3 separate regions of the Mus musculus genome follow, and all the other regions are linked to region 3. The links are chromatin contacts, called in public ChIA-PET and HiChIP or PLAC-seq maps. All regions are on one chromosome and are shown on one strand. The core of a region is the stretch at or near the end of the contact, and the rest is flanking DNA. Distances in the headings are between cores, read along the strand shown. Region 1 overlaps Sec1 (secretory blood group 1). Region 2 overlaps Nosip (nitric oxide synthase interacting protein). Region 3 holds the start of Hrc (histidine rich calcium binding protein).

Region 1 (4,314 bases), core at 186-2,685, 340 kb before region 3:
CATACTAACTACGTGGCTCAGCAAGTCACGGAGACAAGACCAGCTTAGCTAAGTAAGGTAGCAGAGGGGACACAGCCAGGGCTGTGGACAAACAGTCTTTGGGATGAAGCAGGTATTAGTCAGCTCTGAGCACACCAGAGGCCACACTAGTGGAACTAGGAGAACACTGACACGGGTGGATTCTTAGATATGCAAATTCTATTCCAGTGAAGTGATTACCAGGAAACAGGTTGAACACAGACCTACACGTAAAGGCCAAACTGATAAGGCCTACCTCTTATTATAGAGTGTTTCAGAAACAGGAAGTTGGCACTGCCCACCCCCCGAGTCCTGGCCCAGAAGCAGGTGCTTGTCTCACTTGCTATATTTGACTGCTCTTGGCAGGCACAGGTCTACCCAGAGCTGCAGAGTCAGGAGCTCTGGGCAGACTGAATCTGTTATAACACAGACAATGAGAGAATGCAATGCTCATGGGTACTATGGCCAGTCTCATCTTACAAAAGAAGAAACTGAGGCACACAGACTGAGCTGAACAATGAACCTGAGCCCATAGGAAGCAAAATCACATGGCAAGTCTGGTCTGTGTAAGCACAGCCTGTTCCAGCCTCTGTAATGCACAAGTGGAGAGTTCTCTTTTGTTCTCCCATGTTCACTAGCACCTGGGGTGTAGCAGAAGCAATCGTTCCTTGTGGGCTGGGCATGATGGGAGGATATTAGAAGTGCAGCCACTGGTGTGGGTATACTGCAGGCCCACAGTGGCGCACGCCTTTAATCCCAGCACTCGGGAGGCAGAGGCAGGCAGATTTCTGAGTTCAAGGCCAGCCTGGTCTACAGAGTGAGTTCCAGGACAGCCAGGGCTACACAGAGAAACCCTGTCTCGAAAAACCAAAAAAAAGAAAGAAAGAAATAAAAGAAAAAAGAAACAGCTCGAGCAAAGTAACTGTGCCGCTGCTGAGACAAGAGGTCTGAGGATGGGTGTGAGCGCCCTGCACCCAGCGTGTCCTGCTAGTTTCTCTGGTTTTGTTTGTGTTTTCTCGAGACAGGGTTTCTCTGGCCATCCTAGAACTCTCTCTGACTGGCCTCAAACTCACAGAGATCCACCTATTTCTGCCTCCCGAGTGCTGGTATTAAAGGCGCAGGCCACCACTGCCCGGCCCCTGTTAGTTTCTCTATTTAAAGGAGCCTCTTACAAAGCCTCCCCGATGTGGGAAATCTCTATGATTATTAGTCTTGCCCTTTGAAGCCATTACAAAGTAAGGTAAGGGTTACTGGAGCATAGCGCTGCAAACCTCCTCAGAGGGAAAGTCAGCTTTCAGGAACTGATTGTCCCCTGCCACTTTGTGACATCCAGGCATTGAGCTCAGGACATCAGGCCTGCCTGGAAGTGCCTCTGCTGGCTGAGTCATCTTGCTAGCCTGAACACAATGGGCCGGATAACAGCCCAGTGACCAAAGCATGCAGAGCACACAGTCTGACACACTGGACCAAGGGTGACTCACCAGAGCTGCGGTGGGTGGGGGGCAGGGGGGCAGGGCTAGCGTTAAAGAGTTCATCACCCTCGGTACAAAACTTAGAACTTATACATTATTTACTTCTGGAAATTTCCACTTAATATTTTCAAGCCCAACTTGCCCCAAAGTAACCGGAACTCTAGAAGGTCAAACTGTGACTAGGGAGGGGCTGCTGTAGTACTCGGGAGGTTTTCACGTCCTCCCTGAAGTAACTGTTAGGATCATGGAAATGGCTGCAATCAGGTCAGAGGTGGCTAACTGGTAATTTTTGGTGATTGTAACTAGTCATGCTCATTGAACAGGTGACAGAAAGATTCAGAGGTACAGTAAGACCCATCACGTTGCCAGTAAAGGGTGGGGGCTGGCCTCAGAGCCAGACAGAAACACTTCCTGAGTGGCTGTGTTCTCAGACCTCCACCATGTGCTCAGTGGACTGTTACATGGGCTGGGTAGGAGACTTGCAACCCTGCCATGCCTTCTGACTCCTGTCTTCTCTCACTCACAGTGCTCCAGCGACTCAGGGCCATCTGCCCACCCCTCTCCACCTTCTACCTCTTCTTCGTGATTTTCGTGGTGTCTACCATCTTCCACTGCCACCGGCGCCTGAGTCTGGTGCCTGGCCCCTGGGCCTCGCCATCCCTTGTGGTCTTCCCCCCAAGACACATGCCCCGGGAGGGCATGTTCACCATCAGAGTCAAAGGCCGCCTGGGGAACCAGATGGGCGAATATGCCACGCTGTTTGCACTGGCCCGGATGAATGGACGGCTTGCCTTCATCCCTGCGTCCATGCACAGCACACTAGCGCCCATCTTCAGGATCAGCCTCCCGGTGTTGCATAGCGACACAGCCAAAAGGATCCCGTGGCAGAATTACCACCTCAACGACTGGATGGAGGAGCGTTACCGCCACATCCCGGGGCAGTATGTGCGTTTCACGGGATACCCGTGCTCCTGGACCTTCTACCACCACCTGCGCCCAGAGATCCTGAAGGAGTTCACCCTGCACGACCATGTGCGTGAGGAGGCCCAGGCCTTCCTGCGTGGCCTGCAGGTGAATGGGAGCCAGCCAAGTACCTTTGTGGGTGTCCATGTGCGCCGAGGGGACTATGTGCGTGTCATGCCCAAGGTGTGGAAGGGTGTGGTGGCTGACCGGGGTTACCTAGAAAAGGCCCTGGACAGGTTCCGGGCACGCTATTCATCTCCAGTCTTCGTGGTCACCAGTGATGACATGGCCTGGTGCCGGAAGAGCATCACTGCCTCCCGAGGGGACGTGGCATTTGCTGGCAATGGCCTTCAGGGATCGCCTGCCAAGGACATTGCATTGCTCATGCAGTGCAACCACACCGTCATCACGCTGGGGACCTTTGGGATCTGGGCTGCCTACCTCACGGGTGGGGACACTGTTTACCTGGCTAACTTTACCCAGCCCAACTCCCCCTTCCACACGGTTTTCAAGCCAGAAGCAGCTTACCTGCCCGAGTGGGTGGGCATCGCAGCTGACCTGGGACAGCCAAACACAGTAGGCTCTGGCCATGCCTCAGCCAGAGCCCCCAAGAGGCACTGGGGGGCCTTGCTGTAGTGCACATGCTCAGTGGATTTCCAGTCCTGTCTTCCATGCTTTGCAGCTGAGTGACCACAGGTCAGTGATGTCACCTTACTGCCTTCCTGGTGCTCTGAGCACAGTCTGGGCTTAGCTGAGCAGCAGCACACTCGGGTGCTTTGAGCTTCTCATTGCCCACTGCTAGCCACTGTAGGCCTACCATTCGCTGCATCTGGAGTGCTGTCTCATGGAGGCCAGTGTGTAGCTAGGGTTTCTACAGCTCTGATAAAACACCATGACAGTAAACACGTTGGGGAGCAAAGAGCCTACTTCAGCTTACAGCTTACACTTCCACATCACAGCCCTTCACTGAGGAAAATCACAGCAGGAACCTGGAGGCAGGAGCTGATACAGGGGCTGTGGAGGGGTTCTGCTCACTGGCTTGCTCTCTGTGCCTTGCTCAACCTGCTGCCTCATGCCACCCAAAGGGCGTAGAAGGCCGTTTCTAGCACACTCACACTCACTCGCCTAGAGCACAAAACCTCTGAGCTACCTCAGCCCTGGCTGGGGACCTGGTTATTGTCCCCTGCTCTGGTCTCATCAGGCATGGTGGGACACAGAGGCTCTTTAGCAGGAGGCAAGCAGATGGCAGTGGGAGGTGTGAGATGAAGGGCCCCCTGCCCTGCCCAGCTTCGTGTTTGCTTGGCCTTGCTTGAACAAAGATACAAATGGCTTTTACTTTGTAAAGCCCTAGGAAGGGCTAGTAATCTGACAATGGTAATAAATTCCACATTCATCCAGCAAATATTTACCCAGCAATTGAGTGGGTTGAAGACGCCCCAGTTCCTGAGCAGGGGAGTAGAAGGGGAAGCCAAGTAAGCAGGCAGACACAGCCTTGTCCATAGCGTCCCCTCTCAGACTCCTTCGATGATGTGGAAATAGGGTCAGTGTGGCTGTAGCTGGCTAGGATGAGGTGGTCCGTGACACATTAGAACTGGTGACTACAGACACACACACTAAAGGGGACATAATGGCAGAGTGGAGACCAACTGCTAAGATAGGCAGTGTTCTGTAGTCCTGAGTGCCCTATTGGCCTTACCCCATCCCATCCCACAGGCACTAAGGGGAAACATGGTGGAACACACACCACATGAAAGACACGCACAAGGAGCAAGCACCTCTTGTGCTCTGGCTGACAGGTCAGGTACGGCTTAGTTCTCAGAGGCCTTGGCTTCCATTCTCAGCAACACACACACACACACAC
Region 2 (4,144 bases), core at 479-2,978, 270 kb after region 3:
ATAGTCAGCTGCTGTGGGCGGTCTGAAGCAGCCCCACATCCCACAGCTGGGATTACAACAATCATATTCTTATAATATTTCTGTGTTCTTCAAAGAAAGCAAAGCTCCAAATTTGTCACTACCCATGTGAAACACATACATACAAACTAAAGAAAAGGTTTCACCAGAAATTAAATTTTACATATCCTTTTCTCCATGAACGTATATTTTCATTGGTTCCTATTTTAACCTGATTTCATGTCTTTGTGTTCAAAACTATTTAGGTAATCACTCATATATCTCAGCAATAGAAAAAAATACAGAGGGCTGGAGATGTTGCAGCTTAAAACTCCTATAGACACAGCCCCAGGGGATGGATCTGTCTGTCTGTCTGTCTGTCTGTCTGTCTGTCTCTCTCTCTCACACACACACACACACAAATGTAATAAACTGCTTATTTAAAAAGAAACAGGGGGTTGGAGAGATGGCTCAGCAATTAAGAGCACTGACTGCTCTTCCAGCAGTCACTGCTCTTCCAGCTACAGTGTACTTACGTATAATAAATAAATAAATCTTAATAAATAAATAAAACCTAGTATCATGTTCTTATTAAAAAAAAAAAAAGAAAAAAAGAAAAAGAAAAGAAAAGAAACAAAGGCAGGCCTGGTACTTAGTGTCCTGGCCTAAGTAACTTAGTGAGACATCACAAACTCGAGCCGAGAGCTGAGGCAGAGCTCTTGCACTAACAGAGCACTTGCCTAGCACACAAGGCCTGGTCAACCACGACACTGCAAGGAAACCAAGCACACAGAAACCAAACCCATAAGGTCTGAGAATGAGGCTTTCTGCAGTGCGCAAGCGGTAGGCAGGGCCCAAAGGGGTGGAATCCTCTCTCCCTCCCTCTATCTGAGTGTGCTGACAGATGAAAAGTTGGAAGCCCTGGGCCAGTTACACTCTGTTGCTCCCTGTGTGTGCGCCAGGAAGAGATGAACTAGGGACCCTAGATGTGGTGGCCCACACCTGCAATCCCAGGACACAGAAGCCTGAGGCAGGAGGTTCTATATTGGGTTCTAGATCAGTAAGAACTGAGAAAGACCCTGTCTCAGAAAACCCAAAGGTGGGCCCGTGAGATGGCTCAGGGTGAAGATGCTTGCTTGCCTTACAAACCCTATAACCTGAGTTCAATCTCCTGTGCCATGGAAGAATTGTCCGCTCTCTACATGTATGCTGCAGGGGTCTGACTGCAAGGACCAATCAGTCAATAGTGCTACACCCAATGGTTTCCGCAACAGGTCTCAAAAAGGCTAGGCTGGCCTCTTAAGCTTATCCTCTCAAGGAGGATAGCCTTGAACGTCTTATCCTCCTGCATCCACCTCTGGAGTCCTAGACAAGACAGGTGGGTAGCACCAAGCCCGGTGTATTTAACTTTGGAGCCAACTGGAGAGATGGCTCAGTGATTAAGAGCACTGACTGCTCTTCCAGAGGTCCTGAGTTCAATCCCCAGCAACCACATGGTGGCTCATAACCATCTGCATTGGGATCTGATGCCCTCTTCTGGTGTGCATGAAGACAGTAACAGTATATTCACATGCATAAAAATAAATAAATCTTTAAAAAAAAAGATTTATTTTGATGTGCGTGGGAGTTTTGCCTGCATGTATGTTTGTGCCCCTCATGTGTGTCTGGTGCCTGCAGAGGCCAGGTCCCCTGGAACTGCAGTTACAGACAGTTTTTCTTCACACCTTCACCACAGGGTTTCCTGTGACTGTCACCAAGCAAGGACCAGCTGAGCTAGCCACCTCCAGCTGAGAAATGTCAGCTCTAGACAGAAAGAGAAGACAATCTAACCAATAGAAGACCACAGCCTCTTATCAAAGCACCCGGTGCATTTCAGGCCAGCTAGGACTACAGCTGTGCCTGCATGGATGTCTATACACAACATGTGTGCCTGGTGCCAAGGAGGCCAGAGGATGGGGGTGAGGGTATTGGATCCCCTGGAATCGCAGTTACAGACATTGAGAGCTGCCATGTGGGTGTTGGGAATTGAACCCCAGTCCTCTGAAAGAGAACCGGAGGAGTCCTCTTCATCCCCACACTTGTTGCTTCTACAGAGGACCTGGACTCAACTTCCAGCACTGACATGGTGGCTCACAACCATCTATAACTCTAATTCCAGGGTATGCAATGCCCTCTCTGACCTCCAGAGACATTAAGTACATGAGCTCTAGAGACCACACACACACACACACACACACACACACACACACCACCTCTGCAAAACACTCATAATCTTTACATAGAGAGGTTTTGGCCAGCCATGGCTACATGGTAAAACAGTCTCAACAAAGAAACAAACAACGGAAGGGAGTGACTCAGGGCCTAAAGGGGCTTGCCATAAAGCTTGACGACCTAAGATCCATACCAGGTACCCACATGGTGGAAGAAGAGAAGGAGATTCTTGAAAGCTGACCTCTACTGGAATTGGAATGGTGACCACCAGGCCTGGCCCTAATTTTGAAATTCTGCATACTTAGGCAACCACAGGGGCTGTGGAACAATGTGTGTCATGGCTCCACAGACAAGTGACCCACAGGTGGAGAAGAGCTGTTCCACTTCCATGTGTGGGTGAGTGTGGTTCCCTACAGGGAGGGGAATGGGGCTATCTCAGGCAAACACTGTCTCCAGGCTCTGACTCCCTTAGCTCTTCTTTTAAGTCAAGATGAAGTTCCCGTTTCACGGGCATGGAAAGGAACTTGCATCTTCAAAACAAGCATTATAGCACAGTGGTACACAGAATTCTAGCAGAGCACAACAAGAAATAAAAATTCAGATCTGGAGGCTGGAAAAATAATGGCTCGGCTCAGCAGTTAAGAGCACTGGCTGCTCTTCCAGAGGACCTGCTGACCAGGGTTCAATTCCCAGTACCCACGTGAGAGCTCACAACTGTCTGTAACTCCAGTTTCAGGGGATCTGGTACCCTCATACAGATATACACACAGGAAACACAAATGCACATAAAAAATAAATCTTTAAAAAAAAAAATCAAGATCTGGTGTCTTGTGTCTGTCACCCCAGCTACCTGAGAGGGTTCTGAGGCAGAGGGTCAAAAATTCAAGGCCAGCTTCATCTACGGAGTGTAGTCAATTTATGTCCACCTCTGACTGCCTAGAAAGCCTTGCCTCACATAGAGGAGTGAGCGCCCAGTCCTGATCCTGCCCCCTTCTGTTGGCCTTTGTTTTTCAGTACATTTACACAGACTCAATACTGAGATATTTACTGATACTGAGATATCTTTTTTCTACTTAATTTTGCGTAGTTTTTCAAGACAAGAGTTTCTCTGTGTAACTCTGGCTGTCCTGGAAGTAGTTCTATAGACGAGGCTGGGCTCGAACTCAGAGATCCACTGACCTATGCCTGCTGGGCGCAGAGAGTTTCCTGAAAGCTGAGATTAGAGGAATGTGCCACCACACCCAGCTTTGTTTGCTGCCTGCGTGTATGCCTGCACGCCAGAAGAGGGCACCAGATCTCACTATAGACAGATGGTTGTGAGCCACCATGTGGTTGTGGGCCACCATGTGGTTGTGGGAATTGAACTCAGGGTCCCTGGGAAGTGCAGTCAGTGCTCTTAACCTCTGAGCCATCTCTCCAGTCCCTCCCCGCTTTTAAATTTTAAGTGTGTGCCTGTGTGTGTATGAACATGTGAATGCAGATGCCCATATAGGCCAGAAGAGGGTGATCTCTCAGAAGAGAGCCCCACAGTTACAGGCCATTGTGAGCTGCCCCATCTTAAAACATTTTTAAAAACAAGCTGAGACATCTCTCCAGCCAGAAGTGCTGGCTGGCTGTGGTGCCACAGTCACACTCTCCTATATGTCTCCTCAGGGTCTCCTTTGCCCAGGACGTTGAGGCTACGGGGGAAGCAGCTTGCCTAGAGCAGAGGACTGTAGATTGCTGATTGCCGAGACTAACTTCCTTTCAGAAGTCTACAGCCCTATCTCTGATATTATAGGGTTTGCCCTTATTTTATTTTTACTCCTTTACACATATGCAGTTTAATTTCTGAGGTCACATGAGGCTTGGAGTCTTTGGATACTCAGATGGCCAATTGATTGATGTGTCCTTGACTTGTGGTGTGTGTGTGTGTGTGTGTGTGTGTGTGTGTGTG
Region 3 (4,010 bases), core at 1,064-3,563:
CCCCCATGGCACCCCAGGGTGTGCTGAGCAGCTCTGGGCTAGGGACCTACGTTGCAGAAAGAACAGTAGCCACACAAAGACCCTGGCTGGTAATTTTCGTACTCCTGGGCATCCTGCTGACCTGTGGGGACAGGAGGGCAACAGTGACTCGAGCTGGCCAGCTCTGCCTCCCTCCCCCAGCCTCACCCGTGGAGCCAGGTCACTTACCTGTGACCTCACGGCTCTCCTCTTCACTGGAACCTTCTCTGGCCACCTCTCTCCCAGCGAGTGGGTTTGGGATAATGGTGAAAGGTAGTAGGTTTTCCTCCAGGATCTCCTCCTCTTCCTCCTCCTCTTCCTCCTCCTCTTCCTCCCCCTGCTTCCTATGATGGCTCAGTGGAGCTGAAACTGCAGCCCTGTCTACCTTGCTTTCTTTCTCATCTTTTTCTTCCTCTTCATCATCTTCCTGGCTCATGGGGAGGCTATGGCCCCCCTCTTTCTCCTCCTCCTCCTCCTCCTCCTCCTCCTCCTCCTCCTCCTTCTCCTCCTCACTATGGGCTTGCCTCTGCTCTGGGTCTTCATCTCCCTCTTGAGAGCTGTGGTCACCTTCCTTCCTTGATTCTCTTGAACTGGGTCCTGTGGGTTGCAGGGGCTGATGAGCAATCTCTCCCTGAACAGGCTCTCTGTGACCCTGCCTCGCCCTTTCATCTTGATCTTGTAGCCTGTGGCTGGGGGCCTTGTGGCCAAACTCAGTAGAAATGTCCTCATCATCACCCCTGGAGGCTCTGTGGTGGTGATGGCCTGGGACTTCATTCATGTGTTCTTCTAGAGAGTCCTCCTCCCTGTCAGCATTGTGGCCTTGGGGACGGTGGCTTGCAACATGGTGGCTGTACTTGACTGCTACCTCTTCTTCACTCTCACGTCCAAGATCATGGTGAGCATGTCTAGGAGACTGGTGCCAGTGTTCAGTGGATACAGCCTCATCTTCCTCTTCCTCATTTTGGTGGCTTTGGCGGCCATGGCTGGGGACATGATGGTAGTCTTCTTCTGAGTCATCCTCATCATCTTTGTGCTCATGGTCTCTGTGTCTGTGGGCTTGATGCACATGCTCAGTAGAGTCATCATCTCCATCATCATCATCATCATCTTCTTCTTCTTCATAGCCTTGGCGTCCATGCCTGGAGACATGATGATCATCTTCATCTGACTCATCCTCATCTTCTTCCTTCCTGTGGCCTTGGGTCTGGTGCCGGTGCTCAGTGGAGTCTTCTTTATCTTCATCATCATCATCATCATCATCATCGTCATCTTGCTCTTCGTTGTGGCCTTGGTGGTCCTGGGTATGGTGTCTGTATTCACCAGAGTCACCGTCTTCATCATCATTTTCATCTTCTCGGCCTTGAACTCTGTGGGTGTGACTGTCTTCATCTGAGTCCCCATCGTCTTCCTCCTCATGATCCTGATATCTGTGAGCTTGGTGTCCATGCTCAGTAGAGACACCATCGTCATCGTCATCATCACTGTGGCCTTGGTGCCTGTGGCTGTGGGCATGATGGAGTTCATCTCTCTCCTTTGAGTGGCTCTGGTGACCATGGACCTGGTGTTCATTATCATCAGAGTCCTCCATCACATCCACCCTCTCCTCCTCCTCTCCTCCATCATCGTCATCATCTTCCTCTCCGTGGCCATGGTGGGCATGCCTGGGGACGTGACGGTGATACTCACTGGAGACAATGCCATCCTCATCTTCGTGGCTGTGGCTCCTCTGTCTGGGGAGGTGGTTCTCTGCCGAGTCTCCTAAATCTTCATTGTCATGTTCCCGGTGCCCGTGGAGCTGTCTAACATGCCCTCTGAAGACCTCTTCAGAGACATTCTCCTCTCCAACCTCGCGGCCAGGGTACCTGTGGTCTTGGACCCTGTGGCCATATTCCCTGGAGAAGTCTTCACCCTCTTCTCTGTGGCCTCTGTCCTTCTCACCTTGATATCCCCGGTGGATGTGGTGACCAAACTCAGTTGATAGGTCCTCTGAGGACCCAGGGATGCCTGCATTGTTGTTCCAGTTGCCCAGGCCCAGACCGGCCCCTCTCAACTCCTGGGTCACCACTGGAGGGACCAGCAGGATGGCCACTGTGGCCCAAAGGAGACAAGTGTGCAACCATGGCCCCTGGAAGCCCATGGGGACGTTTAGCAGCTGAGCGTCTGACCAGGCTGGCTTCAGCTGCCTCTGATGGGTCCTTGTGCCTTTTTGGCTTTGACTTTCAGATTGTCCCTTTTGTCGTGGTATAGCTCCCACTCTCTGCCTCTCTATCTTCCTCAGGTCTTGGATGACCCTCTGAGGATGTCCCCTTTGCAGCTGTGACCCTGGTTCCAGGACCTCCCTTCCCACTGCTGGACCAATGGGGTCTGTCCCCTCCCCTTCTTGCTGCTAAATTTATCCAGAGCCTAAGTTATTCTGGTCACTCCCTGCCTGCCCCTCCCCTCCTGTTCCTCTGGCTCAGGACTGGGTGGTGGAGGGGTCTTCATGGCGGGGGCGGGGGGGGGGAGGCAGGGACGTGACAAGCTCAAGTTTGGCATTTTTAGCACAAAGGCTGAACGTTTAGAGTGTCTTGCTGGGAAAGCCTGGGGCTCTGGGAGAGGAGGATGCAGGAGCAGAGGGCCCCCTGCAAGGTAAACACTGGGAAGCGTGCAGGCAGAATGGGACATTCGGTGTGACAGTGGTGTCCTGCAGAAGCTGTGGAAGACAGTGAAGGAATACTGTGCCCAACACCCCATGACCTCCTCTCACTGGAACTCAGATCTGGGGACAGGGGACCAGACCAGTGCTATAAATACAACAGGGGGGAGGTGCTGGGGGCTCAGGTTACTAGGCCTCAGCTGTCCCCACCAAAGGGACTTGGCTGCAAACAGGTGTCACTGCCTTCTCTGCTGGTCAGTGTCACCCACCCCACACTTGTCAGTATATCCACCGTCTTTGAGTTTTTGTCCTTTATGAGTCAACCCCCCCCCCCCCATTATAGTCACTGTTCTGAGCTTCCGTGTTTCTTCTCAGGATTCTAACCTCTCCTCTCCTACTGTGTCTTCCCTGATCCTTCTCTTTGATTCTTCTCTCTCTCTCTTTCTGTGTGTGTGTGTCTGTCTGTCTGTTTCTCTGTGTGTGTCTGTCTGTCTCTGTGTGTGTGTGCCTGTCTCTCTGTGTGTCTGTCTGTCTCTGTGTGTGTGTCTGTGTTTGTCTCTGTCTCTCCTCTGTGTGTGTGTGTTTTCTCTCTCTCTGTCTCTCTCTTTCTCCCTGTATCTCTGTCTCTGTGTGTGTGTCTCTCTCTCTAGTTCTCTCTGTGTCTCTGTTCTCTCTGTCTCTCCTCTCTGAATCTGGGACTCTGTTGCTCTATCACTTTGTATTTCTATCTGTCTCTAACTATCTCTGGATATCTCATTCTTTTTCTGTATTGCTGTCTTCATATTCTCTCTCTCTCTCTCTCTCTCTCTCTCTCTCTCTCTCTCTCTCTCTCTCTCTCTGGGTCTCTGCCCCCTTTTCTTTCTCTGGGTCCCTCTCTTAGTTTCTGTCTCTCTCTCTCTGGGTCTTTCTCTCAGTCTCTGTCTCTCCGAATCTATGTTTGTCCCATGGCTGACATCTATCGTGTGCCCCACTCTGCTTCCTTCGTTCCTCCGCTTGCTCTGCCTTCCAACTCTCGGTCTTTCTTGTCCCCCAAACCGACCCCATCACTGGTTTGGCAGCAGAGTTTGTCCCTCCTCCGCAGCCGCCCTCTCCCCGCCTCCCGTGACGTGTCCCGGGACTCCCCGCCCCGGGCTGGGCTGCGAAGTTGCGGATCCGGTTTGGTCGGGCGGGTCGGCGGCTGGAGGAAATACACGGAGCCTCAGGGGCTGCGGCAGCAGCATGGTGGGGCCGGAGAAGGAGCAGGTATCGCACAGCGTGGGGCTGGGAGTGAGTGGGGTCCAGAGGCGGAGCCAGCTCCGGGGATCCGGGTCAGATGCTGCAGTGGCTGGACCAGGAGTTCCCAGACCGAGCTGCGTGG

What was found. ChIA-PET counts read pairs in DNA pulled down with a chosen protein or histone mark. HiChIP or PLAC-seq counts read pairs in DNA pulled down with a chosen protein or histone mark.
Region 1: a contact with region 3 is called in an H3K4me3 HiChIP or PLAC-seq map of bone marrow-derived macrophages, with 5 times the contacts expected there. The contact joins the enhancer-like site here to the promoter of Hrc in region 3. A contact is called at or near these places in 2 of 39 promoter capture datasets (hematopoietic stem and progenitor cells and liver) and 5 of 115 datasets of contacts at active chromatin or transcription factors (bone marrow-derived macrophages, embryonic stem cells, extraembryonic endoderm stem cells and 1 more).
Region 2: a contact with region 3 is called in an RNA polymerase II ChIA-PET map of effector CD8 T cells, with 17 read pairs. The contact joins the enhancer-like site here to the promoter of Hrc in region 3. A contact is called at or near these places in 2 of 39 promoter capture datasets (the HPC-7 cell line and cranial neural crest), 2 of 484 Hi-C or Micro-C datasets (both in cortical neurons) and 4 of 115 datasets of contacts at active chromatin or transcription factors (effector CD8 T cells, forebrain, stem cell-derived epiblast-like cells and 1 more).

What each region holds. Positions count from the first base shown.
Region 1 is chr7:45,677,227-45,681,540 of GRCm38.p6, reverse strand. Sec1 (secretory blood group 1) reads left to right here. Exons shown (of 4, transcript NM_001271578.1): 4 at 2,017-3,855. The coding sequence ends at 3,089. Among named protein-coding and RNA genes, the nearest start is that of Ntn5, 4.6 kb to the left of the region's middle. Within about 2 kb of position 1,435, at least 134 of the 459 cell types and tissues checked have an H3K27ac peak or open chromatin away from gene starts, as enhancers often do. A contact at or near this core is called in bone marrow-derived macrophages, extraembryonic endoderm stem cells and pancreatic cancer cells, where this site is marked.
Region 2 is chr7:45,067,490-45,071,633 of GRCm38.p6, reverse strand. The region is part of intron 1 of Nosip (nitric oxide synthase interacting protein); the gene reads right to left. Among named protein-coding and RNA genes, the nearest start is that of Nosip, 7.1 kb to the right of the region's middle. Within about 2 kb of position 1,728, at least 45 of the 459 cell types and tissues checked have an H3K27ac peak or open chromatin away from gene starts, as enhancers often do. A contact at or near this core is called in effector CD8 T cells and stem cell-derived epiblast-like cells, where this site is marked.
Region 3 is chr7:45,333,572-45,337,581 of GRCm38.p6, reverse strand. It overlaps Hrc (histidine rich calcium binding protein), which reads right to left and starts at 2,313. Exons shown (of 6, transcript NM_010473.2): 1 at 208-2,313; 2 at 51-121. The coding sequence starts at 2,155. It overlaps Trpm4 (transient receptor potential cation channel, subfamily M, member 4), which reads left to right and starts at 3,802. Exons shown (of 25, transcript NM_175130.4): 1 at 3,802-3,895. The coding sequence starts at 3,872.